Regions from separate parts of the Mus musculus genome. Here region 1 is linked to region 2. Evidence: chromatin contacts called from public Hi-C data. All regions are on one chromosome and are shown on one strand. The core of a region is the stretch at or near the end of the contact, and the rest is flanking DNA. Distances in the headings are between cores, read along the strand shown. Region 1 overlaps Arhgap18 (Rho GTPase activating protein 18). Region 2 overlaps L3mbtl3 (L3MBTL3 histone methyl-lysine binding protein).

Region 1 (7,629 bases), core at 4,096-6,595, 500 kb before region 2:
TTTAGTATCTAACTTCTTCCATCTCAACACTTTAGCCTTTACTCATTTATTTAATATTTATTTTTTATGTGTCTAAGGGTGTTTTGGCTGCATGTATGTCTGTGCATCTCTTTATGTGTATGCCTGGTGCCACAGAAAACAGAAGAGGGCATTTAATTTCTTGAAACTGTAGCCCTGATTATGAATCTCCCTGTGAGTACTGGGAATCAAATGAAGATCCTCAAAGAACCGCCACTGTTCTTAATCACTGAGCCATCTCTCCATCTCCAACTCTATTTCAAATTGCCTTGAAAAAAAAATCTCAAAATGCAAATGAATGTATATCTATTAAATAGATGTAGAAGGAAAGGTTAGAAAAACATTAACAACTGTTCAATCAGCTGTTGATGGGAATGTTATGCCACCAACTTTTCTGTGGGTTGTAAATTTTAAAACTACAAAGTTTGCAAAAAAGAAATTCTTGCCAGGCGTGGTGGTGCATGCCTTTAATCCCAGCACTTGGGAGGCAGAGGCAGGCAGATTTCTGAGTTCAAGGCCAGCCTGGTTTACAAAGTGAGTTCCAGGACAGCCAGGGCTATACAGAGAAACTCTGTCTCGAAAAACCAAAACAGAAATTCTTTTAGAGCCATCTGAATGTGCACTACATACGGGCAAAGAGTCGTTGCTGCTGATCTTCTGCGTCCTCTCCTTACTGAACTCTTTCTGATTGACAGCTTGCTCCGCAAATGACACCTCCAGATTGATGTCTGTTTCAGAGGCAGGTGTGTCCTCAGGCACCCGTGAGATCTGCTCCTTGCTATCGACAGCCCCACTAGATGGCTGATCTAGGAGAAAAAAAGACAATTCAACTGCATGCCTTTTATTTTAAAAACTTCCAATATATTAAACAGAACTTTGGGAAGAATATTCATTTCTCTAGGCAACAATTTACTGTCATTTTGATAACAAAATGTTTACTCAAGGGATTATAACACTGGTTCATGGTGTAAAAGCTGAGAAGTGATTGATAAACCAGGGTCCAACTGGGAATTCTTTGTGGTCACAGTTTTTAGACTGGGTATAAATTCAAAAGACTACCAGAAGACATCAAACTCAGTGGAAAGTCTCATAAAGGTTAGTAGAGGCAGCCACTGCTTCATTCTGAACTGAGGAGCTAAAAGCAAGAGAGAGAGAGAGGCACTACATTGTATCTCTGCCTTGTGCCTTTCCTAAACCTTCTTCAGAGTGGAATACATCTCAGAGCAGGCCTCCTCCATGCCCTGGAATGTTACCTATGAAGCATGGTAAAAATTCCAAAACAACAGCTGATGCCAACAACTCATCACTCCGAAAGTGGGCTCTGGAGGTGCCTGGTACAAGAACCAACAGGTTTTGTACCTGATTTTATTAAAGAGCATAGAAGCCTCTTCCAGTGTGAGTCAAAGAAGCTGTGGGTATTTGCCATCAGCAGTTTCAAATTTTTATTTGGTCCTTTTTATTTTGTTTGCTGCTGATCCTCTAGGAAGTAATTAATGTTGAAATTTTTTCTTTGATAAAAACAACAGCTACTGGGAAGGAAGAACACACTTCCAAATTGCCTTGGTAAATTTTTCTCTTTTCTTACAACTCACTTTAGAAAACTGCTAGCATGAACACTGGTATTGCTTTCCATTACCAAACACTGATTTATAATAATTTATAATAAGATGCCATGAACTGAAAAGAGAGAGCCTGTCATGGTGGCTCATCCCTGTGACTCCAGCACTGAGGAGGGAAGCTAAGAAATCAAGAATTCAAGGTCATCTTCAACTACATGGTGACTCTGAGGCCACAGGGGCTAGGATAATCTGTCTCCAAACACAAAAGTAGGGCTGGCCAGGTGGCTGAGAGAGCAAAGGCGTTGCCATGCAAGCCTCATAAGCCAAGTTCCTTCCCTGGATCGGACAGCGAGGGGTAGGAGAGAACTATGTCAGGAAAGTTGTTCTCTGACCTCCACATGTGGATGATAGCATTTGCATGTCTACACAGACATACGCAAACACACACACGCATCATACGTGTTCACAAGAGTAAATAACTCAAGAAAGTTGTTTTCTGACCTCCACATGTGCACGGCAGCATGTACATTTACACACACACATGCACCATACATATACACAATAATAGTAGGCATACTGATACACAGTATGTAATTCACAATCGTGAACAAACAAAATTAATAAACCCCAAATAAATAAGTAAACTCACACCTGAGAATGATTTGTTCTTGCTTCCAATCCAAACAGTGATTTACTTTGCTGGCTGAGCAAAACGAAAACCTTGTCTCAAACAAACCAAAACAAAACAAAACCAAAACCAAAACCAAACCCAGTGCTTTGTTTGTTTGCCTACTAATATTGCACACTGTAAGACAAAAAGATACAAGACGCAATTAGTTTTAAACATGTAATAAATACATGTCAGAAATCCAGGGGTATATATATATCATTTAAAGGCCACTGCTCAGAACAATTTTTGTCAATGCTTAATAAAACATTTTAAAAAATCCTTTTGTTCCAATCAAAATAGAATTAAGAATTAGATATGAATCCCATTTTGTTCATCCCGACTATGGAGCAGAGCCAGCTTCATGACCGTGCTGCAGCACAGCCACATGGGGCTCAGTAAGGGCTTGCCTTTGTTTAAATGCCTCTCTATAGCAAAGGTGAAACCTACAGAAAGCCTAGATTTTCAGTGTGAGCCAGCTTAGCTGGCTTTCAGGCAAGCTTTTAGTTAGGCGAGCATGCAAACATGTGCCCACGTCAAGTAGAAAACTCAGTGATGGTATTATCTGCTCCCATCTATGTTTTTCAATAGTCTGTGACAATTTTAAGTAGAATACTTAATAACTTTTATGATTAATTTTTAAAGTATCGTAAATGTCAAAACAAATACTAATTTTATTTTCCCATTAGTTTATATGGTTATATGTTTTGCTGTGAATACATTATTGGTTTCCTAGGAAACCATTCAATGAAAAAAAAATGATTAGCCATTTTTGTAAATTAGAAGCTACTTTCAGCTGCTGGATGTCAGTGGACAAGAATTTAGAAATGATTCTCTTCAATGCTTCGATGTCAGTTACAATAATCATACCCTCCTCGTGCAGACCAAAATAAACATGCTGTGCTGAATCCAAACTGGAGTCATGCAGAACACACTTAAAACAAATTGATTTCCTCCAGAAAACAGGGCAACGAGAACAAAAAGCACAAACTGTGCAAACCGCAGTTCAAATGCGAAACCAAGTTCAGGGAGGGGACAGAGAAAATAACTGTGGGTGACAGTGGTCGCTGCTAGAGATAGACAGCGATGTGGCTAAGACAAATGCTGGCTCCATCATACCCATACGGAGAAGTTAAAGGATGAATTCCTTGCCTGTTAAGCCCACAAGTGTACATAATATAATTTCTTTACTCTAGTATCCTTGTGTGTGTGTGTGTGTGTGTGTGTGTGTGTGTGTGTGTGTGTGTCTGGGTGTGTATGCTCGAATACAGGGGCTAGCATGAGTAGACTCACAGATGTGTGCACATGTGCGTGGAGGTTAGAGGAAAACCTGAATGTCATTCACCTCTGTCTGCTTTACTCTTGGGACAAGTGTCCTGGGGTCACTGGCCTAGAGTTTAATTAATAGCCGGTAGCAAACCTAGGGACCCACACGTCTAGGCCTTCCCAGTGCATATAATTTCTATAGTCCAATTTCCTCTTTTCTATGTTTATATGTATCCATTCATTTGTGCACATGGACTCACACATATGTACACATGTATGTGGAGCATTGTGTATATCTGGCTTTTCTATATAGTCTGTGGGAACCTTACACAAGTGCTCATATGCTTGTAAGGGCAGCATTTTACTTGCAAGCTCGTTAGTGATTGAACCATCCCCCAGTCCTTTCTGATTTTGAGGAAGGCAACAAGTCTAAGTTATATAATTCCTTTAAAAAAATTTTGTCCAGTTATCCAAAATAATAGAAATATCTATTTTTTAAAAAAAAATACTTTTCTTCTCTCATAGAAATACAAATTAAAAGTATATAGATCACTATGAAAAATGGTAAATATTAATTAATATATATAAATAAGTACAAGTAACGGGCCTTTCATAGAGGTGTGTAGTTTTATGAAAAGTGAAGAATGTAGATTAATGTGAAATGTGACAGTACTTGCAGCATTCAAAGTCTACTAGTTTTTAATTTGAAATTCTTTTTAAAGGTCTATTTTAATTTTATTTGTATTGGTGTTTTGTGTGTGTTTGCCTGTGCACCACATGTATGCAGTGCGCTGAAGAGACCAGACGACTCCATGGAACTGTTGTTACAGATGGTTGTGGGTCCAGTCAATGGAACCAGGGTGCTCCTAACTGCTGAAGCCACCTCTCCAGCCCTCAAACACGTACTTCTGGATGAATAAAAAGTCAAGTATAGATAAAACATTTACATTAGACACTGGTGTTTTCAGATTTAACCAGAACCAGCCTGGCTTTACAATCTCCGGATAATGTTTCCTTGCCTATAGGTGATGGCTAACCTTAATTGTCAACTTAACACACTTGGGAAGAGGAAACCTGAATTGAGGAATTGCCTCTATCAGGTTGGCCTGTGGAACATTTCCTTGACTGCTAATGGATGTGGGGGATTCAGCCTACTGTTGGCAGTACAATCCCTTGGTAGGTGTCCCCAACTTGAATAAGAAACATAGCTTCCTCTGATCCTGGGAGGAAGACAAAAACCACACCATCCCCCTCTGGTCTCTGCTTGTGGTCCTGCCTTGGCTTCCCTGGATGATGGACTGTGTCACATGCAAGCCAAATAAGGGCTTCCTTCCCTTGAGCTGCTTTTGAATAGTTTTATCACAACAACAAAGACTGGCATAAATCTAGGACAATTTCTTTCTGAACTTTCCAAAGTGCTTGAAACGCCATTAGTTCATGATAAGCAAACGAGTGGGCCCTGTCCCAAACTGATGTAGCAATAGCTACCTGGTGACTTGCCTGGCAGCTTGCTTCCTACTGTTTACCCTTCCAGCAGAAACAGATATAAATCGGGCTACAAGTTGTCACATCTCTCTTGCCCACTGCAATCTCAGCCTGAGAGCGCTCATATAACAGACTTGTCTCACAGAACCTTTGTTGCTATAGCCTACATTATGATGTCTGGCAAGAGACGGAAACACGAAGAAAGGACAATGTTCTCCTCAATATCTGTTAAGCAACTGGCAGTCACTCTTCTCCAAAGCATATTGACACTGGCACAAAAGATCTGTCTGTGTCTCTGAGGACCCAGCTCTCCAGCAGGCTAAGTCTGGCGCTGCCAGCCTGCGTGCCACTTCAGTGTCTGCTGGCACACAGACAGGGGGAAATACTGATACACAGTGGTTCATTCTGATACAGCACATGTTGCTACAGAGGGCTCCACAGAAGAGACAGAAAAGAGTGTTTTCATAGGGGTGAGTGTGGTGTGTGTGTGTGTGTGTGTACTCAGAAATGTGGTGCTCATATATGTATGTGTGCTCACACTCATGATGTGTGTATGCTGTTATTTTTTTATGTGGTGATACAGGAGAGAAGTACTGAGAAAATTCTAAATAAACAAAGATGTTAGACATGTTCTCAGATTTCTAAACCTCCTCATATACCTCTGTCCTAAAGAGGGATTTCTAGACAAAGGTTCGGAATGCTCTTAGGGCCTCTAGTTTATCTGACAGCCATTCCTTCACCCTGCTACTTGAAAGCCCAAGGCCATACAGTGATGTACAAATACCTCAGATACTAAGTTGAGAATGTAAATGCACAGTTCATCTGTGTCAGTGTTTAAGTAGCTAGTAGACTCATGTTTTAAGCCTGAACTAAGAATGCTTTCCCTTCTTATAAACACAAGAACGGTAAACTTTTTCTCCATGGTGCTTAATAGAATCTTTGTATTCATTTTGATTTCTAATTCATCTCTGAAATAAATGTTTAATGTGAAATGCATGAAAAGGAGAATTGTAATTCATTTTTTAAAAGATAATCTCTTTTTCTTATAGGTTTCTCTAAAATTTCTGAAAACAAAACCATTTATGAATTTAGAGCTTTTTCATGAACAGGGCACTAACTCCACAGTCCAGAGGCATGGTGTGGGAAGCATGGCTTTCCAAGTCAGGTCTTTCATCTGTAAAATGTTATTAGCCAGGAATAATTCTTGAGTATGCTGAATGAAGCAAAAAGCTCTGCATGCCACTGTGAATATGATAAGCATTCATGAAGATGTATATGTACATTGAGATCAGATGGGAAAAATGATAAAGGGCCAACTCTATTCAAAATCATTCATTACATTAGTACTTTCATAGAAGTTTCTCAGTAGAATTGAAGGGAATATGTTAGAGTTGTAAGTATTTATTACAGTAATTAAAAAGACAACCAGGAGTACAAGTCCAACATACCATCTTTTCCTTGGCCTTTGTTTTCGTTTGTTCTGACTGACCGCAAGTCTGAGTCATCTGGAGGCTGAACAGAGAGGAGGAGCCACTTAGTCATTGAGAGAACTCACAAATAGAGAAAACAGTATTGTAAATAATCCCATTATAACCTTCAGAGAACAAGAAATGAACTCAAACTTATACACGTCACAGGCAGCGAACAGAGTGCCACAGTGACCAATAGCCAATCGTCCAACAAGTGTATGATTACTCATGGCTGTGAGACACACACCAAACACAACTGGGAACAGGACAGAGGCCAAGAGTGTCCCTGTTATCTGAAACACCACTATCTAGATGAAATATTAGCAACATCCAGCTGTGAGTAGATATATGTGGTTTACTCAAACCATGACATAGTATTTAACAACAACAAAAATAAAGTCCAAAAACATGCTTCGGCATTAATGAACACTATACTATAAGGAAAAATCACCAAAAGCCATGTATATTATGATTTCATTTATCTGAAAAGTCCAGAACAGGTAAATCACACAGAGATCCACGTTTGCCTGAGTATTCAGGACAGTATAGGAAGTAGTTGCTGATGGGTATGCGCGTTCCTTGCAGGACATGTAATAAAAATGTGTCCTAGTTGACTGTAATGATGGCAGAAATCACTGGATTATACACCTCTTTTTTATTAGTTTTAAAATATTTACTTTTTTTTTTAGGCTTAGAGTTCTTTTTTTTTCTTTTTTAATATTTTTTATTAGGTATTTTCCTCATAAACATTTCCAATGCTATCCCAAAAGTCCCCCATACCCTCCCTCCCACTCCCCTACCCACCCACTCTCACTTTTTGGCCCTGGCGTTCCCCTGTACTGGGGAATATAAAGTTTGCATGACCAATGGGCCTCTCTTTCCAGTGATGGCCGACTAGGCCATCTTTTGATACATATGCAGCTAGAGACAAGAGCTCTGGGGGCGGGGGGGGGGGGACCTGGTTAGTTCATATTGTTGTTCCACCTATAGGGTTGCAGTTCCCTTTAGCTCTTTGGGTACTTTCTCTAGCTCCTCAATTGGGGACCCTGTGATCCATCCAATAGCTGACTGTGAAAATATTTACTTTTTATAAATTTACACATGCATTATATTCTAATCATATTCAGCAATCCTTAATACTTTCTCCTAATGTCCCTTGCTCTCA
Region 2 (6,968 bases), core at 1,081-3,580:
GTTTTGGCTAAAGTATATGAAAAAGGTCTGGTTTTATGTAGAGACAGGGTTGGAAAAGAGAGAGAGATTTTGCTTCTCTTTCAGTAATGGTGGAAATCTTTGATGTCCCAGCAAAACTCCACAAGGGGCAGTCTACCCTAAAGGTGGGTTGGTGTGCAGTTAGAAACCTGATGACTGAGGTTTCGCCCTCTGTTAAAATTTATTCATCTGAGAGTTGGAACCAATCCCTCCCGGGCTTACTGTTGTAACGCTATACCTTAGTCATTTGGAGAACATTTTTCCAATGAACTATGTAAATCTTCCAACTGTTGTCATATTTCATTAAGTTTAAAACACTTCATTTTCATTCCTGTCACTAGTCCATGTCCTTGGCAAAGTCTTGGCTGTTAGGAACCTTGTTAGTATCATAGTAAGTGTTTCAGCTGGATCAAACAAACTTGATTTCGTTCTGAAAAATCACATTCACATTTGCTGTGCTAGTAGGTCAGACATGTAATTGGTAGGTTAATATAGATTAATACAATAGACTAATACAGAATAATAGATTCAAAAATGGTGTCTTTTAAATCCACATTTTATTTTGTAGTTCCTTTATCTCAGAAAATTCCATTTTCTGAGAGTATAGTTAGGACAGGACTCAGTTACTTGAGGTCAGCTGTTCAAAAATATTAAATGGAACTGTCCAGAAGCAAACAATCTGTGAGTTTTGACGTGGTCCCGAGTCGTGTGAAGTCACAGAGTGTTTCACTCAACTCTACTCAGGAGTGAGTCCACTTTGGATCTAGTGAGCCTGTAGTGTGTGCACAAGCCCCTCCCCGCCTGCTAGGTACTTGGTGACTGTCATCTCAGTTATCAGATTGACTGTCCAAGTTCACAATGCTTATTTTCAAGTAAACCTCGTTTACTTCACATTGGCCCAGCTGCAATAGCAATGCTGTTGGTGACTTGATTAATGCAAAACAGAATGTTAATTGTTTAAATGAAAAGGTGGAGATGCTCATGCTCTGGAAAAAAGTGGTATAGCTCTGGGGGTGGCGTGTAGAGTGAGTGCTTCTCTTAATGCTAGCTGCAGTTTCTAACACCACAAAGTAAAACAGAAATGTAATCTATAGAGGGTTTGGAGGGCCTGAAACCTGCTGGGCAAGTACTCTCCCAGGGTCTCTATCCTCAGCCCCATTCACGATGCTTTGGAGCGGTTGTTTTTAGATGGATGAATCAAGAAAGTGAAGAAAGTAAAGGAAGCAGACGTGATAATGATAACTAAATCAGTGTGCATGTGAAGTATTTATACTCTCTCTCCCTTCTTCCAGGTTACACAATAAATCATGACTGAATCTGCATCTAGCACAAGTGGTCAAGAGTTTGATGTGTTTAGTGTTATGGACTGGAAGGATGGCGTTGGTACCCTACCAGGGAGTGATTTAAAGGTAGGCTTTCTTTATCATACACAAGTGTGTGTGTGTGTATATATATAATAAAAGGTGTAAATAAGTACATTTATTTATTTATTTATTGTATCTGCAGTCAGCTTGTTTTACAACGAAATACATGAAACAATGTACTTCAACGTATATACATGAAACAAAAATTCAAAGCAGTAAATAGAGTGTTCTGGCTTCATACAGTATGTGGTATTCTGTAGTAAATTTGCAAGCTACCTTATAATACTGATGGATTGCCGGGTTTTACCCCTTGGGCTAGGGGTCTGAAGAATAGTTTCAGTATGCTCTTAATCTGAGGAAGCCATCAAGACCTTTGAGGAGGATCGTCTGGTTTTGTTCTATGATGATGATAGCCAATATATATGGCAGTGCCAGACCTAGAAAGTCTAGCTTTTTGTATATTTTAGTAATGGCTTTGGGGGACCACATTCCCTGGGTCCTAGTGTCCTTATATAGAAGCTGGATAAAAAAAAAATGAAAACTTTGAATCGATAGAACTATTTACTATGCTATAAATAAGAATTTTGTATAACCACTTGTTCACCAGCATACTCTTCATGGGGTCCAGTCTGCCCACTGTATGTCTCCACTCTTCATGGGTCAGTCTGCTCATTGTATATATACTAGCCTACAATGTGTCTCCAGCCTTTATGGCTCAGTGTACACACTGTCTATGTGCTAACCTACTGTGTGTCTCCACTCTTCACGGGTCAGTCTGCCAACTAGCCTGCTCACTGTATATGTGCTAGCCCCACTGTGAATCTCTACTTTTCATGGCGTTCAGTCTGCCCCGTTGTGTATGTGCTAGCCCACCGTGAGTCTCCTGCTCTACTGAGCCTGCGTTAGGGCCATCTCTGCTGCTCCATGGAACACAGTTGTGCAAGCTCCCATCGGCCCCTGCTTCTCATTTCTAGTGTGATTTTTGCTCTGATCCTGTCTTTGGGACCTTGAACCTGTCTGTGGCCTGTGGCCTTTTAAACTTTGTGTTTGTATGCAGTCTCTCAGGTGTTTGAACTTCCTGTATCTCTAACAGGCTGTCACTTGGCCTGTCTCTATAAGACTTGTTCTGTGCTGCCTCAAATCGAAAATTTTGCCCCTAACTTAGGCTTCTTGAAATCTAATCCTTTTGATGGCTGCCTGACAAATATCTTAGCCCAGTCCCTGCCCTCACTGATCCTCAAGGGTACAATTTAAACATCTGCCTGCCGTTGGAAAAATGTTTGAGATTTTGGTTGGCTTAGGCTTAATTGAGCCGAAGAGCCAGTGTATGCGATTAGGGAAACAAAACCATTCCAGTGAGGGTTAGGGAAATCTGGAGAAGCTATTTTTAAAAGAGTACCAACATATAGTTAGAACTATTAAATTCTGGCAGTCCTTTATACCATAGGGTAACAGGAGTCTAAAGTAATATATGATCTACTGTAAAATAACTAAGAAAGAAGATTTCAAAGGTTTTTATTATGTAGAAATAGAAATGTTTGAGGAGGTAGGAATGCTAATTCCCCCATCTGAACATTACATATTGTGTATGTATATGGGAATAGCATATGGCACTCATAAGTATGCACACACACTTTGTATCCACTCAAAATCATTAAAAAGAAGATGTTTCCAGTTTTGGTTTTGTGTGATGAGAAGTTATAGACTTAGTTAATTCTTCTGGGTCATGACAGCTCTGCAGTAAAGGAAGTAAATACAAGAACAAATGGGACTCAAGCTGTTCTGACATTCTGCAGGTGCCACCTGTGTGACTTGTGGTGGGCAAAGAAAGCTGATAGCATTTAAATAGAAAAAAAAAAAGCTATTTTTCAAGCTCCAATCATGTCAGCCATATGTTAGCATGTGACCTTTGTCCAGTTGCCTAACGTCAGGGACTGCAGAGGTAGCTCAGCAGTTAAGAGCATGTTCTGCTTTGGTAGGACCTGACTCTGGTTTGACTGGACAGCTCACATTTCCCTGTAAAGCCAGTGCCAGGGGATCTTTATGAACTCTAAGGGTAATTATACTCACAGCCCCTCCCTCCATCCTTGCCACATAGACACAATTAACAATAAAGTAAAACCTATGGAAGAGTCTCTAAAACCCTTACATGTTGTAAGCTTTATCTGAAAAAATGGGAGTCGACAGAATCCATAAACTCACAGGTGTGAGACAGCGGTGATGGTGAAAGACTGCAAACTGATACAAGTTGCGCATTCTCTGACTATATTATGAAAATTACTCTCCTGCATTTTCATACATGATATGTTTTATATGTCAGGTACACGATGAAATTTATAACTTTGTTTTAGTTAGCCTTTGGCAAAAGGGGAGTTCCCATCCCTAAGAAATCTGGATTGCTTTTTAAGTTTTCTAAGCAATGGATTTTAGAAATTAACCTATTATTTTTATTAAGATAATCAGGCAATTAAGTCATTTAGGGTTTTAGTATCAGGCTTGTTAGATATGACTTTTACACTCATGTAATTATAGGGTAATTACCATGTGTCCAATCTACCTATGGGCAGTAGACGGTTGGATACCTTACTTTAGTAATTTAAAGAGTAGAGGAAAGGCACAGAGGCACTAAGTCTGAACCCACAGCACCCATGGACAAAGTAGCCCAGTGGCAGAGAGGGCTGGAGACAGGAGGCTTTCCGAAACTTTGCGGCCACCAACCTAATTTTAGGTTTAGAGAGAGGACTTTTCTCAGTGAAATAATAAGGTGGAGGGTGACAGACAGAACACAGACATTTACTTGGCCTCTGTATCGTATAGATGGTGTATGTAGCAGCATGCATGTTCATACAACACTCACACATACCTCTCTCTTTTTCTGTGTCTTTCTCACATACAGAATATATTATTTATAACCCTTCTTTCAATTTATAGCCTATAGTGTGAAGAGCAAAGGCCAGGCTGCTGCTCTTTAATGGTTTGTGTGTTTAGTGGTGCATGTCATAATAGTTTCCTCTGAAATTTAAACAGTCTACTGTGCTCCTTAAGGAGGAAGGTAAACCACTCAAAATAACTTAAGGAAGTCCCTGAAACTAAACAGATTCACTAGGCTCCTCCCTGCCAGCGTAAACAATAAAAGTTGAGAGTCTCTCTCAGAAGGGAAGTGTCAGGCTGCAAAGACCACTCCCATTCTAGCTGAGCTACGGAGAATTAGGCTAGCAGAGCTGCCTGGAGGTGCTTTGGATCAACTGAGTTATTTGGATAGGACCATTTCTAACCTGTGTGAGTAACTTGCAGACTGTAATCTGGGCTCCCGGTCCCAGCTTTGTGAGGTCTCATCTATGATGGGGTGAACTTTGGTGATTCAACTGCCTTTGAGTCTTTTTGTGCTCCTGTAAGTATCCCCAATAATAAATTTGTTCAACAAGTTGAACTGTGGTAGTATCTGAACTTTGGCTTGTCGTGGGCTTAGTATTGTCGTTGAGTAGATACATGTGTTGTGACTTCCCAAGGAAAGCTTTGTGATACACCATCTCACTGACTGGGTTACATAGGACTCTGTACATCAAAAATCTTGGTTAAGTAGTTAAACAATTAATTTTTTACTAAACCAAAATGCTGACAATTAGCGTAATTCATAAAATCTGCTTCTCTGCCCTTGTCACATCCTGGGCTAATTAAACATGATTATTTGAAATAAAGTACAAACATCTTTTTGGATGCAGAAGTGAGAGGAATAGGAAATAAACCCTCCGAGGGAGCGCTTTACCTGCAGTGTATCTCATCTTTTTATTTAGCATCTTCTATCTTTTTTTACTTAGTTATTGCAGCTCTGGGCCAGAGGAGACTGCGATGATTATCAAAACGATGTCTCTTAACACTGCCACAGTGCTGTCTAAAGACAGAGCATGCCAAGATCAACAGGCATGGGGAAAGGGTACACATTTGGAGAGGTTGAAACGTCCTTCAGCTGCAGGAACCAGGAAGCCTTTAAACACCACCAGTTACCATTTGAGCTGAAAATGCTCTTTGGGAGGACTTCTGGGTGCATGGGAAGAGAGCAGGAGCAGGGCTTCCAGAAGCAGTCACTTACTTCAGCAGGTCAAGTGCCCACTGCTGGTCAGGGAAAGACCATGCTCATCACCGCAGCATTTCTGCATAAATAAGCTTCAGAGGTTTTATGCAAATTGTTCTTTGAAAATGCAAATACGATTTTGTAGAGTAAGGGCTCTGGGCTAGCCTTAGGAGAGTTGCCACTTCAGAAAGGTGCCTGACAGGGCTTCCCAAGGCCTGAGAACTTTCTTTACCTGAATTAATTTTTCTTCTTTCCTTTCTTTCTTTTTTTCTTTCTTTCTCTCCTTTTTTCCTCTCTTTCTTTCCCATCCTGATCCCACCTCCCCACCCCCATCCAGACCCCTCCTCTTATTCCCCCTCCCTTTCTCTGCTGAGGAGGAAGCTTCCCCCCTCCTCCCCCCACATCCATTCACTGCAGGACTAGGCATATCCTTTCCCACTGAGGCCAGACGAGGCAGCCTAGTGCGAGGAACGGGATCTGCAGGACGGTAGGCAAGTCTACCTGAATTTCTAAGGTTGTCTGAAATATTTCTCCAGAGAGAAATCCGTCGAGTCAGAAGTAGCTCAGTCTTTTGGAGTCCTTTGGTACAATGTGGCTCCTCCCCTGAGAGCGATACTGTCTTATCTAGTGAGAGTAATTGCTCCTCAGAGAGCAGACCTGCAATGGCCCACTGTAGAATCCAACACCATCTTCTTAATGCATGGCTTTGCCTTCTCAGTTAATGTTTAAACAGTGTAGTGACCAGACATCTTTGTCCTTAAAACACATTGGTAATTGGCATTTAGGTTTTTTAGGTTTTTTTTTTTTTTTAACACCAAAAGTAATAAAATGAAAATGGGAACCTTGATAGTTCCTTTTAGTTTTCTAATATTAAAGAGACCCCAAAGAAGGTCAAGAGCTTCTGCCCCTACATGCAAAAATAAAGGACAGCATCAGCAAAGGTGGCTCAGGGCAAGCCAGATAAACAAAGCCTTGTGGCTGTGCAGATATCTGAAGCGTCATTCTTTCATTACTGACCTGGATGGATTCATACGTAGAAAAAGCTGCCATGCCAACCTTATCTTTGTCTCACTTAATTAATTGCTTTTGTAAAAGTTTATAATTTGGCCGGGCAGTGGTGCTGCACGCCTTTAATCCCAGCACTTGGGAGGCAGAGGCAGACGGATTTCTGAGTTCGAGGCCAGCCTGGTCCACAGAGTGAGTTTCAGGACAGCCAGGGCTACACAGAGAAACCCTGTCTCAAAAAAAAAAAAAAAGTTTATCATTTGATATACTCAGTTGGAGAGTGGAGCACTTGAGAAATTTTATATCACTCCAAAGCCTTCATAAAAACTTAGAGAACCTGCGAGTTTAACTGGGGAAACAGAAGGAAATGCATTGGTCTTTCTGGAATCCTGTCATTGGTCATCTAGTTTCATTAGCACATCCAAAATCTAGGAAGAGAACGCCACCAGAAACTTCAATCTATCTGCCTTTTTACGTAGAGTGAGCTGAGCACACTTTGAGGGTTTCAT

What was found. A called contact is a pair of places that touch in the nucleus more often than the background predicts.
Region 1: a Hi-C map of liver shows a contact between it and region 2, with 3 times the contacts expected there. The contact joins two enhancer-like sites. A contact is called at or near these places in 5 of 39 promoter capture datasets (the C10 cell line, the HPC-7 cell line, cranial neural crest and 2 more) and 2 of 484 Hi-C or Micro-C datasets (bone marrow-derived macrophages and liver).

Annotation. Positions count from the first base shown.
Region 1 is chr10:26,853,752-26,861,380 of GRCm38.p6, reverse strand. Arhgap18 (Rho GTPase activating protein 18) reads right to left here. Exons shown (of 15, transcript NM_176837.2): 4 at 6,444-6,507; 5 at 649-824. Among named protein-coding and RNA genes, the nearest start is that of Arhgap18, 85 kb to the right of the region's middle. Within about 2 kb of position 5,345, at least 27 of the 459 cell types and tissues checked have an H3K27ac peak or open chromatin away from gene starts, as enhancers often do. A contact at or near this core is called in liver, where this site is marked.
Region 2 is chr10:26,346,718-26,353,685 of GRCm38.p6, reverse strand. L3mbtl3 (L3MBTL3 histone methyl-lysine binding protein) reads left to right here. Exons shown (of 22, transcript NM_001359254.1): 2 at 1,311-1,427. The coding sequence starts at 1,326. Among named protein-coding and RNA genes, the nearest start is that of L3mbtl3, 24 kb to the left of the region's middle. Within about 2 kb of position 2,330, at least 12 of the 459 cell types and tissues checked have an H3K27ac peak or open chromatin away from gene starts, as enhancers often do. A contact at or near this core is called in liver, where this site is marked.